Regions from separate parts of the Sus scrofa genome. Here region 1 is linked to region 2. Evidence: chromatin contacts called from public Hi-C data. All regions are on one chromosome and are shown on one strand. Each heading gives the region's core, a stretch centred on a gene start, on an enhancer-like site or on the middle of the called end of the contact. The rest is flanking DNA. Distances are from core to core; before and after follow the strand shown.

Region 1 (3,394 bases), core at 532-3,031, 120 kb before region 2:
CCTTATCTAGATCCACAAGTTCATTAGGTACATGTTCTGTTTTCCACATTCTACCTATGATGGCTGTTCTGTATTTTTCACCACTGTGTAACACTGGTCATATTCTCTCCAGCATTTTCCTCACTGTCCTTTAAATCTTCCCAGTTGTCTCCTGAGGCACGATGGCTTCCACCTGCTACCTGGTCCAGTGCTCATGCGACATGTTTTGGTGTTTGGTTATGGCTGCATCCTACCTCTAGGTAACAACTTCTGTTCCAGATACACAACAAATGCGCCGAGAGATTGAATGTGGGAGCTTCCAGGCTCTTAAAGTCTGGATCCAGAAACTGTACAACATCTCTCTGATCAAGGTTCCCCAGATTGAAGGGGAGTTTACAAAGATGGGATTAGTGTCAAATCAATTGGAGGCATTTTTAACCTACCACAGATGAGGAAGCATGAAGGAGGAGCAGGTTTGAAGACGAAAGTTCAGTTCTGCATGCTGAAATTGCGAGAGGTCAGTTAATATTTCAAATAGAGGCAGTGACATGGACGGACCTAGAGATTATAATAAGCGAAGGCAGGCCAAAGACAAATATCATATGATATCACTTATACATAGAATCTAAAAATAGTACAAATGAACTTATTTCCAAAACTGAAACAGACTGCCCTTATGCCTACCAAAGGGGAAGGGGGATGAGGAAGGGTTAGATTGGGAGTGTGGGATTAACAGATGAATACCACTTTATATAAAATAGCTAAAAACCAAAGATTTGCTGCCTTCACTATCTTGTAATAATCTGTAATGGAAAATAACATCGGAAAATACAGATATATACCTATATACAATATAGACCTGGATCACTTTGCTGTACACCTGAAGCTAACACAATATTGTAAATCAACTATACTTCAATTAAAAAAAATTCAAATAGACACTTGGATATGACTCTAGACCCCCGAAGAGAGCTTTGAGTTTGGCGGGTAAATCTGGAAACTATGAAAATGAACACTGTTCCCCCAAAGACAGTGTAGAGCAAGAAGAGGAGAAGACTCAGGGCTAATGGCTGAGAAATCCAAGTTTAGACAGTGGAGCAGTTCATGGTGTAGACCGAGGGAGAGTGGTCAGAAGGACGGGACGAAACTCAGGCCCCTGCGGTGTTTATGGAAGTCAGGGAAGAAAGAAAGAAAAAGTGCTCACAGGACATGCATGTTTTTCCTCCTCGGGCTTCCTGCCAGCTCAACTGACTGTGAATGGACCACATTCTAAAACAAATAACAACATACTTTCCTACTGGGTCAAAATTACCAGCAGGGTTTTGGCCAGACTCTGAACTTTGTTTTTATACAAGTAAGGAAATATTTAAGTAATGTGAATTTTTAGGGGAAAAAAAAAATCTTAAAAGCCCAAAAATGTGACAGCCACGACTCTTAGAGGCTGAACAGAATATATTCGTAATAGAAACAATATGCAGGGAAGAGAAAAAGCAGCACAAAACCAACAGCGTGCCGGCAAACTGTCCCTGTACACAAGAATCTGATGTTTTGCCATTTCACCCACTTGTTTTAAAGAAGGACAGTCTTCTGGGAAAATGAAGAACCAAGATATGATATATCTTTTCACTAAGCATAAATCAAGTGAGAATGCTGTTGACAAGTAGAAATTTCCTTTTCAAACACTGTTCATGAAAGTGAGTTTTGTAAGCCATGGCCACCTGCGTGGTGTTTCAGGACAAGTACAAGCTGGCTTGCATTTATTGGAAGTGAACACTGCAATTTGCTTAAAATATTCTTCCACCCTAGGATGTCTTACTACCTCGGTCCAGCTCCTGTCCACTTGAGATGCCAAGACTTCACCCACCTCCTTCCTGGCCTCCTCTCTTTCAATGAACACAAATCATCAGACATAAAACAAGACCATCTAAGATTTTTGCCTTTTTTTTTTTTTTTTTTGTCTTTTTTTACCATTTCTTGGGCAGCTCCTGTGGCATATGGAGGCTCTCAGGCTAGGGGTTGAATCAGAGCTGTAGCCGCCGGCCTACGCCAGAGCCACAGCAATGGGATCTGAGCCGCATCTGCAACGTACACCACAGCTCATGGCAACGCCGGATCCTCAACCCACTGAGCAAGGCCAGGGATCGAACCTGCCATCTCATAGTTCCTAGTTGGATTCGTTAACCACTGAGCCATAATGGGAACTCCTAAGATCTTTGCTCTTTAAGAGGCCTTGGAACCCTGTCTATGGATGATTTCCGGCTGTGGAAGGAAATTACAATACATCACATGCACGGTTTCATCAGCATTCTTGGGGATGTGGGGTAACTCTTTTGTGGGGAGGTAACCATAAAACCACTTTTATTTGGATGTTTCCAGATTCCTGACGCTCTGGAGAAAATGCAGCCAACATAAAATCCTCCATGTTTTATATAAAAAGCTAACCCAAAGCTTGGCTACTGTACCTCTCAGGGTAGATACCACCTCCTTCAGGTTGGCTGTCTCTGAAATATTCCAAGAAGGATCGTAAAGTCCTGACAGCAATTAAGTATAAAAAGGCAGAGAAAATGGCTCAAAAAAAAAAAAAAAAAAAAAAAGAAAAGAAAAGAAAAATTCAGAGAGAGGTGAAATGTAAAATATTCCAGAAGGCCCTGGGAAACTGTACAAGTTTTTGTTTTTTTTTTTCCCCAGAAGATTGATGTGAATTTTGGAAAAGTCTTTTAACTGCTCTGAGTTTATGCAAATCCAAGTTCTGAATGTTTTTGAGGTCTGCCCTATCAGTCGTAATATATAATGGAAAGAACTAATTATCTTAGAACCATGCAGCTGCATGCCACCTTCAGATTAATATCAGAGTTCAAAGACAGAAGCAGATGTGTAAACCTGAAGCAGTGCCAGATATGTATTTGGGAGCATTAGGAAATATTTGGTCTGGTGAAAGAGTCTTATTCAATAATAATTTTCCATCTCTCAACCATGGTGATGGGATTAATATATATTCGTCTGTCAACTAGGTTGCTGTTTTTCATTGTATTTGTTATTTTTCCATTTGGGGCTTAATAGACAGGAAATTGCAGCTTTTTCAGAGCTTTGTAGATTTTGTAAATCCCAAGTGGAAGATACCCAGAAAAACAAATCCAAATAAGGTACCTCTGCTGTTGTCAACTGAAATTTATTATTCTCTTTTTAGCAGGACTGAGACTAACACTGCACAATTCAATTTGCTGCCACTTGCCTCTTAATTTTGCAGCTAAATAGCTGAGGTTTAGATACACATTATTAAGACAGCAAATGTTTGTTGGCATCATGCTTTAAGCAATCCAACCCCTTGATAGAACAGCCCAGATTTGGGGAACTTGGAAATGCCCGAAGTCAAAGATGCTAAATAACCACTGTGAGTCTGAAAGAGACCTAACTT
Region 2 (3,234 bases), core at 449-2,948:
TACCTACATCAACTGGGCTCCCATTTTGATCTAATGCCATGGTCTCCAGAATGTAACCCACGCACTTGAGGGGGTACAAAACACCACCTACTAATCTCGGTGAAGAAAATTTTCGAACTTCTCTTGACATGTGTTTTTATCTTCAAATATGCTTGAAATTATGCTTTTCTGATATTGATTACACAAACTGACGGGGGAGGAAATGTGAACTTTAAATAAATATGTATTTATAGGGGACACTGGCCCCCCAAATGTTTTACTGATGGAATCTGAACGTCCAGATCATCTATATGTTCTTCCTGTTTCAGGTCCAACGACAATATATATGTACTTTTTTTCCCCTTAAAAAGCACAAAATACAGTGCAAACTTTCTTAACGTGGAGTTTGTGGGCCCTTGGAGGATCCACAGGTGGAATTCAGGAGATGCATGAGCCCCTTGAAATCACCTAAAACATTTTATATTGCTGTATATTTATACATTTGACTGGGCTTTAACACAGGTTTCAAAGAGCTGTTGACGTCCCCAAAATTAGCAAGACGAAGGGAATCTTTCCAAGGTCCAGAAGTCTATTTTAAGGCACGTATTTCGATGCCTCCTTTCAATAAACACAATTTAATTACGGAATTGTTTCTAAGGAATGAAACCACTCCAGAGAAGCGACGTCAGCATCATGGCGGCATAAGACGTCCTCTTTTTTTTGTCTCCCTTTTGAAGTAGCTAATTAGGCATCCACCAACAAAAGTGCCTCTGTGGGAGGTGTGGGATCCGGCACCATAAGCTGAAAAGCCCAGGACCAGTCTCACCACTGTGCTGTCAGGAATAAGCAGACGCACCTTGGGGCAGGCTGCAGAACCAATGGAGCCAGAGAACCAGCCCCAAGCCCTCTCAGCCATGGGCAGGGAAAACCTGAAAAGCACTGATTTGAGCAGATACCCACGGAAAGAGAAATTATGGAAGAGAAATTATGGAAGAGAAATTATGGAAGTCCAGCTTCCCTGAAGGGAGATTCCAGCATGCCACTGGAGAGAAAGAAAGAAAGAAAGAAGAGAAAAAAAGAAAAGAAAGAAAGAAAGGAAGGAAGAAAGAAAGAAAGAAAGAAAGAAAGAAAGAAAGAAGGAAGGAAACAAAGAAAGAAAGAAGGAAGGAAAGAAAAATATATATATATACACACATATTAATATATATATGATATAATGTATCTGTACGTGAGTTTGGATGTAGCGGAGAGAGTAAGAAGAACTTGGCCAGTGCCACCCCTCCCCCACGATGAATCAGAGCAGGGCTGAACTATTCCGAGATTACCCCTCCCTTGGGGAAAGAGGAGAGGGATAGGTGAGCTGCTACCCCTTTTCTCTCCAACAGCCCCCAGAGTACTGAAGTGGGATCTCCATACCGGGGGGTAGAAGGAAATCAGGAAAGGGGGAGATAGAAACATAAAGGGCTTTAAAGCGATGTGGTTCATGCGGACTTCGATGGGCATGTCCGCAAGAAGCTTACCCATGAGCTCCAGGAGACCCTCACCCAACGATCTCCCCACCAGGACCACAGGTATCCACAAAGCCGCAAGTGCCAAACACATACCTTCCCCCCACCCTGCGGCCAACTCCTTGTGAATAATCAGGACTACAGCACTAAGTCAATCGGGTAAATAGAGCGTTAGCAGAAAATTTGTGGACAAGGGAAAAACCACAAACTTGAGCTTTAGCGCCACCTTCTGGGAAACAAAAGAAAGGTTTCCAGCAGCCAGCCTGCTGCGTTGTTAAGAACCAAAGACAGAGAAGCTTAAGAATTATTCCAAGAAATATAGAGCCGGTGTACCCATACAAGGTCGGAGAAAACCTCAGATATAACAGAACCAACAAACAGTATACCCCAGCTGAAGGTAACTAGTAAAGATCTGAGGAGGTGTCTGCTACTTCAAAGGTCAAAGCAGCAATGAAAAATTACAAAGAATAAGAAACCTCAATCGAACATGTCAACACCAAAAGATAACAATAATCTTCCAATAAATGAGCTCAAAGGCACAAAATTTTGTGATCTAGCTGGTAAAAAAAACTCAAAATAGCTGTGTTGAGGAAATTCAATGAACTACAGAAAAATTCAGAAAAACAATTTAATAAAATCAGGAAATGTTAGAGCTGAAAAATTCAATGAATGAGAATAAAAAATCCAATAGAGAGTGTATCTAAAGCAGAGCAACTCAAATGGAAGACAGAATAAGTAACCCAGAGGACAGGATTCTAAAATTACCCAGTCAAGGAAAAACAAAGAAAAAGAACGGAAAAAAGCAAAGAAAGTATACATGATCTGTGGGCTCCCATCAAAGTCACAAATATTAAAATAATTAAGACTCCAGAAGAAGAGAAAATTGGGGGGAGCAGAAAGTTTATTTGAAGGAATAACAGGTGAGAATTTCCAAAACATGGAGATAGACCTGGACATACAACTTCATGTTAATAAATCACCTTATTATCTCCATGTAAAAAGACCTTCTCCAAGACATTATAATGAGATGATAAAAAAAAAAAAGAGAGAACACTAAAGGAGCCAGAGGGGAAAAAAAGTGGTGATTTACAAAAGAACTCCTAAGCTATCAGTAGATTTCTCAACAGAAACCCTACACGCCAGGAGAGAGTGAAATGACATATTCAAAGTGCCGAAAGAAAAAAATGGCAGCCAAGAATATGTTTTCTGGCGAGGTTATCCTTCACATTTGAAGGAGAAACAAAGCCTTTCCTAGACAAAGGAAAAAAAAAAGTCATGGGGGTTCATCATCGCTAGACCTTCAGGCAAGAAATGCTGAAAAGAGTTCTTCAAGCTAAAATGAAAATATGCTGAAAACACACAAAAGTATTGTGAACTGGAGACTGACACTTGCCATCTGCCTCCACAAGGACTGAATCATGAGCCACTGCAGCTGCCTACCCCCAACATCCCAGAAAGAGTTCAGGGTGGAGTCAGGAGTGAGGTACTCTGCGCTCCGGGAAAATTAGCAGAACAGGTCTTCAGATAGTTAGTTTCAAGAGAAGATTTTTATAAGCCCCATCCTTACATCTCCTGGTATCCAGAAAAGCACTGAACTCATTCATGGTGACATCTGCTCCTGGTGAGCAGCAGCAATCTTTAGGACACGAGCAGCAACCTTCTGCAAAATGCTTGATTGCATGTACCTCCCCCTTCCCCAAATCGCATATATTCTGACTTCCCCCTACCTCTTTGGAGCAGTGTCTCA

The links. A called contact is a pair of places that touch in the nucleus more often than the background predicts.
Region 1: a contact with region 2 is called in a Hi-C map of adipocytes, with 2.7 times the contacts expected there. The contact joins two enhancer-like sites. A contact is called at or near these places in 4 of 47 Hi-C or Micro-C datasets (adipocytes, embryonic fibroblasts and fibroblasts).

Annotation. Positions count from the first base shown.
Region 1 is chr10:54,212,573-54,215,966 of Sscrofa11.1, reverse strand. No RefSeq gene overlaps it. Among named protein-coding and RNA genes, the nearest start is that of PLXDC2, 460 kb to the left of the region's middle. Within about 2 kb of position 1,781, at least 11 of the 83 cell types and tissues checked have an H3K27ac peak or open chromatin away from gene starts, as enhancers often do.
Region 2 is chr10:54,094,850-54,098,083 of Sscrofa11.1, reverse strand. No RefSeq gene overlaps it. Among named protein-coding and RNA genes, the nearest start is that of C10H10orf113, 450 kb to the right of the region's middle. Within about 2 kb of position 1,698, at least 1 of the 83 cell types and tissues checked has an H3K27ac peak or open chromatin away from gene starts, as enhancers often do.